Linked DNA regions of Mus musculus: regions 2 and 3 are each linked to region 1. Evidence: chromatin contacts called from public HiChIP or PLAC-seq data. All regions are on one chromosome and are shown on one strand. Each heading gives the region's core, a stretch centred on a gene start, on an enhancer-like site or on the middle of the called end of the contact. The rest is flanking DNA. Distances are from core to core; before and after follow the strand shown.

Region 1 (4,385 bases), core at 1,295-3,794:
TGTGTGTGTGGGGGGGGGGGGGGTATCTCTAAAAAGGAATCCAGAAGCAGGCACGGGGCTGAGGTTACAAGTGACTGTGCCAGGGATCCAAGATGAATGGGTCCCTCCAGAACTGAGTGAAGTTGGACTACTGTGAGCTACTGTGTAGGTGCAAGTGGGAAAGAGGCCAACCATGATCCTCTTAGGGGTTCTCTGCCTCCCCACCTGACCCCGTGGGGAAAAAAAAGTCTGATGAACTGAATGCATCCGCACTACCTGTGGTCAGCACAGATTTCAATGGTCAACTGAGTCTCCTGGTGATCGTCCCCATGCCTGTGCTACTTTGCTTCACCACAGGGTGGCAGCAGCAGGCTTGGGGCACAGACTGGGGAAGAAACACCCAGGCTAGCACTAAACTCACAGCAGATTGCCTCCTGCCTATGTCCTTCCTCCCCACTACAGGCAGTGATACCCCCAACTGAGAAATGGCCTTGGCTGGGGGTGGAGGGGGTGCTCAGTTATTAGTGTTCTCAAAAGCCTGAGGAACCCGAGCTTGGATCCCCAGCTCTCAATGAAGCTGGGCACAAACGACGTGTGCTCTTAGCTTTGGGGACATGGGAACATGGCTATCTGGAGCTTGCAGGACCAGCCAGCCTGGACTAACTCGGTGAGTCTCTGGAGTCTCTGGCCAGTGAAAGGGAACAGTCAAGGTGGAAGCTTGGTATGGTCCCAACACTTGGGAAGAAGCAGGAGGATCTGTGAGTTCCCAGGCCAGCCAGGACTATACAGTGAAACCCAAAACACAGAAAAATTACAACCAGGAGGTGGCAAGATGGCTCAGTGGTAGAGGTAGTTTCCAGCACGCCTTTTTTTTTTTTTTTTTTAACTGTTTACTCTTTATATTTATTTATTTATTATATGTAAGTACACTGTAGCTGTCTTCAGACACTCCAGAATAGGAAGTCAGATTTCATTACCGATGGTTGTGAGCCACCGTGGTTGCTGGGATTTGAACTCCGGACCTTTGGAAGAGCAGTCAGGTGGTCTTACCCACTGAGCCATCTCACCAGCCCTGCGCACGCCTTTAATCCCAGCACTTGGGAGGCAGAGGCAGGCAGATTTCTGAGTTCAAGGCCAGCCTGGTCTACAGAGTGAGTTCCAGGACAGCCAGGGCTACACAGAGAGAGAAACCCTGTCTCAAAACAAACAAAAAAGAACTAACGTACAAAGAAATAGATGTAATAAAGACAATTTGGGTTTTTTTGTTTGGTTGGTTTGGATTGGTTTTTCGAGACAGGGTTTCTCTGTATAGTCCTAGCTGTCCTGGAACTCACCATAGTGGCCTCTAACTCAGAAATCCACTTGCCTCTGCCTCCCGAGTGCTGGGATTAAAGGCGTGCGCCACCACGCCCGGCTGACAATTTGGTTTTTAAAAAGTAGATGACACAGTCTGCATAAATCTGAGTTCAAGGCCAGCCTGCTCTACAGAGTGAGTCTCAAGACAGCCAGGGCTACACAGAAACTCGGTCTCAAAGAAACTAAAATGTGGAAGACACCAAGACTGACTTCTGGCCTCTACATTCACCCACTACCACCACCCACACACAGAGGCAGCTTGTCTATCCAGCTGTCTCTGGCACAGTGGTCCTTTGTTCCATCTGCCATCTTTATTCCCGTCTTTCTCCCTGTATCCTCTGTCCCTTATCTCTTTTATCTGCCGGTTAGTATTTGTTCTATGGGATTCCACTGCCCTAATCTCTCTCTCTGATCCCCATTCTCAGATGCCTGTGGATGCTGGAAGGATTCTAGCTTCCTCTTACCTGTGGTTGTCAGCGTCTACATATCTGCCTCTCTGTCTTTCTGGTCCTCTCCTGACCTGTGCATCTGTGTGTGTGTGTCCCCATCTCTGGTGTCTGACTGTGGCACGTGCGTGAGTGTGTACATGTCCCTCGAAACTCCGTCCTCTCCATGTCTGTGTCCATGTGAACTCTGGGGTTGACTCTCTACCCGTCGATCACTGTAGCCCTCCCTCCTCCATGTGACCTTGCTCTGTGGTGGGCATGTACTGTGTGTGCTTGGCTTTCAGTCTGCCCGTGCCTGTGCCCATCTCTCACTTCCCATTTTCCCTATGTCTGTTTTCTTTTTTATTGCCTCTCCACCCCCAGGAGTGTGTGCACATACATGTGCATGTGTGTGCACATGCACACTGCACATAAGCCTGTGTGTATGTACATATGCATCAGAGGACAACTAGACACTCACTTCATGGTTCCTGGTGATAGGAACCCTGGTTCCTCTGGTTCCAAGTTGTCCAGCTTGGTGGAACGTGCCATTACCCAGGGAGTCTTTTTTGAGACAGGGTCTCACTGTAGCTGTCCTAGCTTATATAGACCAGGCTGGCCTCAAACTCAGAGCTCTGCCTGCTTCTGCTTCCCAAGTGCAGGCATTTAACAGCACACACCACCATGCCCAGCTTTAACTTCGCTTTGTATCTCTGCATCTTTTTCTGTCTCTGCTCCACCCACTTTGTCATTAACCACCCTAGTAGTCTGGCCGAGGCGGATGTAGAGGAGATGATTCAGTAGTGACAGGAAGCCAACTGCCTTGCCCACTGCTCACCAGAGTCAGTGGTGTTGGCATCAGCTTGGGCAGGTGTGCGGCACAAGATGAAGGGGCCATGGTGAGGAGCCCTCACCCTCAGGTAAGCCTTTCCCAGGGGTGCTCCCCTGTTGTGCTACACCCCACAAGACCCTTAGGGATAGACGGAGCGGAAGCCGAGATACCTGATACCTCCCACCCTGGCCTAGTGCTGTGGCCCTTAAGGAAAGCCTATGCAGGGCTCCAGGCACCCACTTATCTATCATTGGCTTCCCAAACCCCTAGCCTCTGAGACCCCCCAAGAAGCCCCTAGGGTGGTTCTGTCACTACCAGTGACTGGAGAGGGCCAGCTAAGAGCCAGAGATGTGAGATTCTCCCGCCCGTTGAGGGTTGGCTAATGCCACAGGCCTGTGTATGGAACTTGGATGCTTTGGGGAACTGTGCCCAAGCCCTGTTCCAGCCAGGAGGAAGTTGCTATCCCCAGAAGTCCATCCAGGCCTGAGCCAGCTTGTACTTTCTGACAGATAATCCTTGTAACGTTGGTGGGCTCCTTGGTTCCGGCTTTGAACAGGTGGCCCAGATTGACCAGGGACAAGGCCTGCCAGACCTCTGTACATAGACATACTCACATATGTACGTGAACAGTCGCCCGCTGGCCTCCAGTAGGTGTCTTCAGGGTCTTCTCTCCGCCTCATTTGAAGGCCCAAGTTATTTGGTCAGACTGGGTACTGTACACTCCTCCATCAGGGCATTAGGAATGCTGAGGTGGGGAGACCCTAAGTTCAAGGCCAGGCAGTACTCCATTGTGAGGCCCTGCCGCAAAGGCTCAAACCACAGAAATGTTATTCAGCTAAGCCTGCAGGCCTCAGAGTAGCACCCCATGAATAAAGCCATCCCTGGTGTGAGACGGGTCATGTACTTCATCCAACAGACCCTCATGGCCTTTTTACCCCGAAGAACGAGCTGCCGCAGTGATCACTCACGAAGGGCCACTGAGGTTAGAAGCTCCGATGCAGTCCTCAGAAGCAAGCCTTGCTCATATGAAAACTGCCCACTTCCCTTTGAGCTATTTTGGCCCACGGAGCCACAGAGCTGTGGCGGTCCCCCACACACCCACAGCTAGCCCTGCCTGGCCCCTTGGGGCCTTCTGAGACTGCTGGGCCATTCCTCCTGCAGCCCTACCCTCTGTTCCCCTCACCCTCTGCCTCTACTCTCAGGGTAGAGAGCATCAGATAGGATAGAGGGAATTCACCGGGCCTGCTCTGGGTTTCCATCTTTTCCAGTGTTTCTTTGTGGCACAGTATGCGCCTCTCTGAACCTCCATTTGCTCCTTGGGAGGAAGAAAACATTTGGGCTCAGAGGGATCCCCAACTGAGAAGCAAGCCCCAGGCCCTGTCCAGGAAGCACCCCATGTACTCACACCTGCCTTTTTTTTTTCAATATTTTAATACATTCTTTTATTACCACATGTGTGGATGGATGTGCATGTAGCACGGTGTAGGCCAGAGAATAACTTCTGAGAGATAACTTCTCAGCACCGTGTGGGTCCTGGGGATGAATTCAGATCATCAGACTCGGTCGCAAGCACCTCTCACCTGCAAGCTACCTCACCAGGCCCCTTTCAGTCTTTTTTTATCAGTATGCTTTCATTATGCATACTAAGAGGCTTGTGACACTTCCATACAACATGCATCTTGGTCATATTCACCCCCAAATTACCTCTCTTGTCCTTCCCGGTTCCCACTGGTCCCTGCTCTCTTCCCAACTAATCCCCTCCTGATATATTATGTTCTCAGTGGGAGTGGGAT
Region 2 (4,018 bases), core at 1,301-3,800, 260 kb after region 1:
CAGCAACCACATGGTGGCTCACAACCATCTGTAACAAGATCTGACTCCCTCTTCTGGAGTGTCTGAAGACAGCTACAGTGTACTTACATATAATAAATAAATAAATCTTTTAAAAAAAAAAAAAAGCTCACACACAATCTTTACCAAATATAACCACATACAATAAGCAGTTTCAGTTCAATCTATCAAAAGGGTGATGTCTTCAGGTCATTCCAACAAGTATCTTCTGATTGAGCCCAACTTGGAGAAACAAATATAGACAAAGCTTTACATGCTAATTACCAGTGGCAGGTTCCTGTATTTAAAATCGACAGTTACAGTTTTCTTACACAAACCCCTTCCCCCCGCCCAGCAACCCCAGGTGCCACAGTTCCATGGCTTGCCAGTCTGAAGTAATGTCTGTGTGGTCAAGGTCTAGCTTTGCTCCAGTAGTTTTACTTCTCCTGCAGTTTTCTGACATGCAGAAGTCAAGTTTCGGCTGATATATGTCCCAAGTTTCAAACCATCCATTTTAAGTGTCTTTGTCTTATTTATAAAAGGAAAGAAGCAACTCTTCACCACTCTGCATCTCCAAGGCTTTGGAAAATATATAATCTCTTCCGTTAAGATTCATAATGCCATCCTTGAGAGGAAATTTCCATTTATTTTTACTTCTGTGTATCTTATAGAACTGGCATGCAGCAACATTGTCTGTGTCAAAGAGTTCCTGCCCTTCCTCATCATTTACATCATCTTCACTCTTGAGGGGCTCTTCTTCCACCTGCCCATCTTCAGCTCCATCTTTCTCTTTATTTTCTTCCTCCTCCTCATCATAGTCTTCTTCATCTTCATCTTCCTCAGGAGATGTATGCCCTGTTCCATCAACTTGCAGCACCAACGGAGCTTGCTGTTGGGCAGGCTGGGCCTGTGGCTGCTGCTGTCCAGCTTGTGCCGGGGCGGGTGCTGCCACTGTTGGTAGGACTGACCTGGGTCTTATTTCCTGTAAATAAGATTTGCTGTGTTTGAATGATGACACGCATCTGTAGTGACATCCCTCCAGGAAGTGGGGCTAGGACCTGCTGGATAACAGGTACTTGGACTCCACCAGGCTGCATTTGTGGTATAACTTGTTGTAGAACAACTGACTGCTGAGGCTGAAAGATAGACTGGGCACCATTGGCTGCTCTGACCACCTGAAGCAGCTGGCCTGAATTGGTTAGTATCTGTTGAACAGGAGGTAAGCCTGCAGGAAGTGCCAAGGTAGCAACTGTAGCAACAGCACTGGGAATACTTGATGCATTCATATGTTGTATCAACTTAGAATCGGAAACATTAACTTGTGGTGCCATAGCTTGCTGTGATGCAGGAATAAGAATCTTTTGGTTCCGTGCTTGCTGATGCTGTGCTGGCTGATGGTGGTGGAGATGCGATGCTGATGCTGATGCTGGGCTCGCTGATGGTGGTGGAGATGCTGCTGCTGAACTTGCAACAAAAGCTGCTCTTCTTCCAAATGAAATCCGTCTACTGCCCTAGACTGCATTAGTTTATTCTCCCACAGTGATTTTAGTTCCATCAGGAACTGTTCCTCCACTCCATCATCCAGAAAAATGTCTCGAACATCATTAATAACATCTTCAATCACAGATCTATACAATTTAGGCGCGGTGTTTGTGTTTGCCGAGTTCGCCATTTCCACACACAACACAAACGGGGGAACGAGATATAAAGAAAAAAAAGAAAGAAAGAGGGGGAGGGAGGGAGGAAGGAAGGAAGGAAGGAAAGAAGGAAGGAAGGAAGAAGAAAGAGGAAGGAAGAAAGGAAGGAAGGAAAGGAAGAAAGAGAAAGAAAGAAAAAAAACTGAGACCGGGAGGGTGACCCAAGTCACCCACAAGAGTGGGGCAAAAATTTCTCAACAAATCCTATCCAGAAAGAGTAAGAAGCAGGAGACCAGGAGGAGGGGGACACTCTTCCCACAGCTAAAAACCTCCAGAATCGCCTAAAGAAAAAAAAAATCAGCCATGACCCCTTAGGGGGATAGGGAGCGTCACCAGCTCCCCACTCACCCACTGAGGGGGGAAACAAACACCAGTCACTGCTCCCACCCCACCACTGCCACCACCTGCTGCAGCTCCAGCAAAATCAATGCTCTTAACAGCTAAGCCATCTCCTCAGGCCTAAAATTAGACACATCACCACCACCACCACTGCTGCCTAGCTTTTTTTTTTTTTCTTTCCTGAAACCATATGTTAAAACAAAATGTCCTAGAAAGGAGAGAGAAATAATGCTGGGCAGTGGTGGCGCACACCTTTAATCCCAGCACCTGTGAAGCAGAGGTAGGCAGATTTCTGAGTTCGAGGCCAGCCTGGTCTACAGAGTGAGTTCCAGGACAGCCAGGGCTACACAGAGAAACCCTGTCTCAAGTTCCGCCCCCCCCACAAAAAAAAGGAGAAATACCATGTTATCTTTATGTCCACACTAGAAAATGCTGACTGTACTGGACTTCTTGACCCTCAGCCTCTGCCAAAGCTCTCAGTGGAGACACACACACACACAGCCCCAGCCCTGTCACAGGAATGCTTCCTCTTCTTGTATCCCTTTCATGTTCTTGTCTGAGCCTTACATGCTGGTTATTGGAAAGGAGAACAGGAAGACTCCAGGACCTGGCTCTGATTCTCCGGTCAGAATGAGTGCTCTGGCAAGGACGGACAGACAGACAGACAGACAGACAGACCAGTCCAGATACTTCTCCCAGGCCTGCGGGATGGCTCTGCATCCCAGCTGGAAGAGAGGCCCTGTTCCAGACATCTGGATCAGCTTCCTCCTAGAAAGCTGTTACAAGCCACAAAGTTGGCACACCCCTGTGAACTGTCCCCTCCCTGCCCCCTCTGGTACCCAGCCACCACCACACATACCAGTCAGCTCCCAGCTGGCCTTCTTTTCCACACCACACTGGGACACTCACTCTTTTCTCTGTCTGGCTTCTCTGCATTTGGGTGGAGAGGCTCGACGGACAGGGTCTCATGTAGTCTAGGCTGGCCTCAACTTCTTTTTTTGAGGGTTGAGGGGGGGTTGGAGACAGGGTTTTTTTCATGTAGCCCTGGCTGTCCTGAAACTCACTCTGTAGACCAGGCTGGCCTCGAACTCAGAAATCCACCTGCCTCTGCCTCCACAGTGCTGTGATTAAAGGCTTGCGCCACCACTGCCCGGGCTGGCCTCAACTTCTTATGTTGCTGAAGATGACCTTGAACTCAAGGTCTTCCAGTGTCCACCTCCCAAATGCTGGAGTCGCAGGCTTTCAGAACCCCACACTCATCCCTCTTTCTCCTCAAGCTCCAAGGCTCTATCATGGACCACCATCCTATTTACAGGGAACTAACTCCTCCAATGGGGATGGCTGGCCCATGGTGTGCCTACAGTCCCAGCTACCTAGAAGGCTGAGGCAGGAGGATCTTTAGTTGAAAACCTGATGAACTCATTCCAAGACCCTGTGGCACCTGCCACCCGGCATTTGGGACCAAGGCTAGAGGACAAATTCAAGGTCATTCTCCTTTTCTTTTTTTTTCTTTTTAAGATTTATTTATTCTATGTGAGTACACTGTAGCTGTCCTCAGACACACCAGAAGAGGGCGTCAGACCCCATTATAGATGGTCGTGAGCCACCATGTGGTTGCTTGGATTTGAACTCAGGACCTTAACCACTGAGCCATCTCTCCAGCCCCCAAGGTCATTCTCCTTTACATAGCAAGTTGGGAGGCTAGCCTGGGCTACATAAGACCCTTTCTCAGAAACAAAAAACAGACTTTGGGTGTGGTGTATCTGTGGTGAGTTTGAGGTCAACCTGGTCTACACAGAGAAACCCTGAACTGGAAGGAAACAAAACAAAAACATGGGGCAGGGCAGACAGAAGGTCCAGCCTAGCCATTTCGGTGTGTCCATTTGCAACAGTGCCACGCTTACTTCCCTGTACCCATGTCCCGTGGCTCATAACTGCCTGTAACTCCAGCCCAACAGGTGAATGGACTGTACATTTCTAAACAC
Region 3 (4,060 bases), core at 267-2,766, 370 kb before region 1:
TCTGGCTGGATTGCTAGATAAACCTCGCTCGCCATAGGGTCTGTGGAGATCAGTGCTGGGATATCTCCCAAGTGTTACCCACCTAGTGAGCACAAAAACTCATGTGTACCCCCACTTTCTCCTTACTCAACCTGTGAAGCTGTTTAAAGCTCGCTGCCCGTGATGAGGGCTATTCGAGGGACAGTCCCCAGCAGGTGCCCCGTAGGGGAGGTGGTAGCCTGTGCGGTGGCGTTCAGGATAAGGAAGCTCCAGCGACTGCAAAAAACGAAAGACTTTTATTGAAAAATATGAAATGGCCCGTTTCATGGTTTGCCTGTCTCTGCCCACTGTGAGCTTCTGCGGGGCTGGCAAGTAGCTGCAGTGGCCACCCCAGCCCAGTTCTTGGGAAGGGCGAGGTTTCTTTGTCCATTCGGCTTGGACAGTTCCTAGGCCCGGTAGTCAGGTGGCAGCCGGAGAAGGGGAGATGCCAGCCTGTCTGTCCTCTTCCAGCCTAGCAAGCAGACTGTGTGTCGTCTGTCACCATCTGGAAGGTGGGGTGGTCTCAGACGCGAGGCTGCACGCTGGACGGGTGGGGTTCATCGACTGCTGGTAGTGGTGACGGTACGGTCTGCGTGCACCCGGCCCCTCAGACGTAGTCCTTGCGGTCGTAGGCGGTGCCGGTACCGGTGCCAGGGCCGGTGGATCGCGGCGCAGAATAGAGGATCTTGGTGGGTGCATACTTGTCGCGCGGTGGGCAGGAGCAACACAGCAAGGCGCCCCCTAGCAACTGCAGCGCGGCGGCAGCCCAGCCCACGTACAACCCAGCTCCCATCTCCCGCTTCTGGGCCTCGGGCACCAACGGGTTATAGAAATCCCTGATGATGGTGTTGGCCGACCAGGACACCGGTACTAAGGTGAGCAGAGCCGCCAACAGGAAAAGCACTCCCGCCACGATGGTGATCTTGGCCTTGGCCGTCTCGTCTTGTACGCAGTTGGTACACTGGGCGCCCACGAGCGCCACGAGGAGCCCGAAGGCGGCCAGCAGGATGGACACCACGATGAGGGCTCGGGCGGCCTGCAGGTCCTGCGGCAGGGCCAGCAGCGAGTCGTACATTTTGCACTGCATCTGACCGGTGCTCTGCACCACGCAGTTCATCCACAGGCCCTCCCAGGTGATCTGCGCCGTGATGATGCTGCTGCCGATGAAGGCCGAAACGCGCCACATGGGAAGGGCGCAGCACACGATGGTGCACAGCCAGCCCAGCACGGCCAGCGACGTGCCGGTGATCTCCAGGCCCATGGACATGGCTGCTGGACTTGAACCGGCTCGGCCGGGCAGCTCAGGGGACTGGGAGACCAGGGATCGCGGCCGCTGGACCTGGGAATCAACTGCCCTTCGAAAACTGACGGACGTCTGTCGCCGGGAACGACGGGTGGGTGGCAAAGGACGGAGCGCGCTTAACGGCTCCTCTCCTGGGGCTCGCACAGAGACTGCCCCTGCACCTGCCTGTGGCTTTGGAGACTGGCTTCTGAGACTGGGTTGGCTCTGGGATGGGGTGGGTTGGACTTAGCTTGGTGCCTAGAGGAGGAGGGTGGAGCTCGCTCTTCTGGCCCAGGGGACAGTGACGTGTGTCCCGTCCAGTCCGGTCCGTCCTCCCCAACCCCCTTCACCATAGGAGAAAGGATTTGGCTAGAACCTCAATGCTGAAGTGTATGTGTTGTGTGTGGCGGGGGTGGGGGTGGGGTGGGAGAGTGTGTATCGAAGGAGGGCGGGGTCGTCTAAGCTCCCTCCCTTCCCAACCTCCCCAAGCTCCTTAAGCATAACGAATTCTCTAGAGCTATACAGAGTGGGAGGGGCGCTTCAAGGATTTGAAGTGCAAATCACCAATTGTAAACTGCTTGACTCTCTTGTCCCCCACCTCCGTCTTCTTTAGCGCGGGAGGCGTAGGATGGAGGCGCGGCCAATTCCTCTGGACAACCCGGACTGGGAGGACCTAGGTGGGGGCGTGGCTGAGGCTGTTTGTCGCCGTAGGTGGATGGAATTGTAGCACCTGCTCCAAGTCCCTCAGGCTTTGACACAAGCACTCTGGCCTTGTCCAAGTGCAACCTGATATACAGAACTCTGAAACCAGGGACAACGACCACCTGCAGAGCCCACTCTGCACCTCAGGGACCGGTGTTGAGTTCAAATTCTTGTCCAGCACCCTCATGTGACCTGGGCTGGTGGCAAGCCTACATGGCTTAGCTCAAATGCCCGCCCACCTAGAAGCTGCTTTCCCCCACGGAGGTTCTCTAGATGGAGTCTTGTTTTCTTTCCTTTGGGGGTGGGGGCGGGGCAGAGTGAGTACCAGGGTGAGTGAACAGTGGGAAAGAGATTTGATACACATGAGAAAAAAAAAAGACGTCTAGCCAGGTGTGTTGGCTCCTGCCTGAGGCTGAGGCAAGCAGACAGCTGTGAGTTCAAGGCCAGATACAGCGAAACTGTGTCTCACAACTCCTGTGCAGAAGCCCTGTGCAGCATGCCATGCCTGTAGTCCCAGAGCTTGGGAAAGTGGAGGCAGGCAGGAGTTCAAGACCATCTTGGCGACACGGAGAATTCAAAGCCAGATGGGCTACATGAGACCCTGGCTCAAACAAGCTACAAAGTAACACCAAAAAAGCCCCCAAAACACCAATTCCTTTTGCCTCCGGACACTGACTCCCCTGCCGCACACCTTGGGGTGGCGCATGCTCCGACTTCTCCCGTTGCCTCTTCCCTTCACCTCAGCTAGGATACAGCTCTTTTGGTTTAGTTTCCTATACATCCTCTTCGAGGACCCGTGCTTGGGGTCCTTTCTCCATGAGACACTCCTACAGCTCTCCGCATAGCTCACTGACCTCGCTTCATAGTTTCAGAGGCTGGAGATGGAGCTCAGTGGCTAGAGTGCTTGGCCAGCCTGCACGAAGCCTCTGGTCTGTCCCTGGCACGGAATAAACCCTAATAGATGGATGGCACTTCAGCAAGCACCACACCGAGATCCTCCCCAGCTGATTTGGAGGTCAGTGTGGGTGGCTTGGAACCCTGCACCCAAATAGAAACAGGACAACAAAATCGTCCCAGCTTCTTACCCACAATGCCACGTTCTTTTTCTGTTTTGTTTTGTTTTGTTTTGTTTTCGAGACAGGGTTTCTCTGTTGTAGCCCTGGCTGTCCTGGAACTTGTGCTGTAGACCAGGCTGGCCCGGAACTCACAGATCCACCTGCCTCTGCTTCCCATGTGCTGGAAGCACTGTTCTCTTTGCCACTTTGATACCTTTGTTTTCTTTCATATTTGACATTATCTAAAGTGGCCTCTGGCTTTCCTTTCTTCCCCCCTCCCTCCTTTTCTCTCCCTGCTTTCCTTTTTTCTCTCCCTCCCGCTCCCTCCTCCCGGTCCCCCCCACCCCGCCCCCTCCACTCCTCCCCGCCCCAGGGTGGCCTTAAACTCCAGGTTGTTTTGCCTCCCCTGCACAAGTGGCAAGCTTCTTTGTGAGAGAGGCCACGCTTGGTTTCTCATTTATTTGTTTCTTTGTCTCTGCTCCGGTCTGTTACCACCACCAGGACATTCAGAATGTTCCAAGGACAAACATTTTTGCCTGTTTTATTATGTGACACTCCCGATGCCTAGAACAGGGCTGGGTGCTCTGAGAGGTAATTGACTTAGCACTTTCCCTTGTTTCAGCAACCTGTCCTGCCAGGGCTCTATGTCCAGGGATGACCTCGTGTTGTGAGGGCCCCAGGGGCTTTGCAATTAGCTAGGAAGCTGAGATCCATCCAGCTAGATGAAGGCTTTCTGGAGGCAGATGGTCCAGAGGACAAAAGCCCTTGTTTTCAAGCTTGACAACCTGAATTTGATCCCTGTTACTTCAAAGATGAAAAAAAGCCCATTCTCCAAAGTAGTTCTTTGACCTCCCCGTGCTTGCTGCAGTACACACACACACACACACACACAGAGGAACAGACACCCACACTGACATACACTCTTATACATACACAGACACACACACTGACATACACTCTTACACACACACACACACACACACACATACACACACACTGATAA

What was found. HiChIP or PLAC-seq counts read pairs in DNA pulled down with a chosen protein or histone mark.
Region 2: a FOXA1 HiChIP or PLAC-seq map of pancreatic cancer cells shows a contact between it and region 1. The contact joins the enhancer-like site here to the promoter of Lat2 in region 1. A contact is called at or near these places in 1 of 39 promoter capture datasets (cranial neural crest), 6 of 484 Hi-C or Micro-C datasets (ECoMG-derived neutrophils, Th1 cells, bone marrow-derived macrophages and 3 more), 2 of 115 datasets of contacts at active chromatin or transcription factors (fetal liver and pancreatic cancer cells) and 4 of 9 other capture datasets (adipose tissue, embryonic stem cells, liver and 1 more).
Region 3: a contact with region 1 is called in a FOXA1 HiChIP or PLAC-seq map of pancreatic cancer cells. The contact joins the promoter of Cldn3 here to the promoter of Lat2 in region 1. A contact is called at or near these places in 3 of 39 promoter capture datasets (the 3T3-L1 cell line, cranial neural crest and maxillary cranial neural crest), 1 of 484 Hi-C or Micro-C datasets (nephron progenitors) and 1 of 115 datasets of contacts at active chromatin or transcription factors (pancreatic cancer cells).

Annotation. Positions count from the first base shown.
Region 1 is chr5:134,613,184-134,617,568 of GRCm38.p6, reverse strand. It overlaps Lat2 (linker for activation of T cells family, member 2), which reads left to right and starts at 2,544. Exons shown (of 13, transcript NM_020044.3): 1 at 2,544-2,680.
Region 2 is chr5:134,351,448-134,355,465 of GRCm38.p6, reverse strand. It overlaps the pseudogene Gm7033. Among named protein-coding and RNA genes, the nearest start is that of Gm46925, 5.0 kb to the right of the region's middle. Within about 2 kb of position 2,550, at least 52 of the 459 cell types and tissues checked have an H3K27ac peak or open chromatin away from gene starts, as enhancers often do. A contact at or near this core is called in adipose tissue, bone marrow-derived macrophages and pancreatic cancer cells, where this site is marked.
Region 3 is chr5:134,983,670-134,987,729 of GRCm38.p6, reverse strand. It overlaps Cldn3 (claudin 3), which reads right to left and starts at 1,516. Exons shown (of 1, transcript NM_009902.4): 1 at 254-1,516. The coding sequence starts at 1,285. The coding sequence ends at 626. It overlaps Wbscr25 (Williams Beuren syndrome chromosome region 25 (human)), which reads left to right. Exons shown (of 5, transcript NR_026907.1): 5 at 140-297.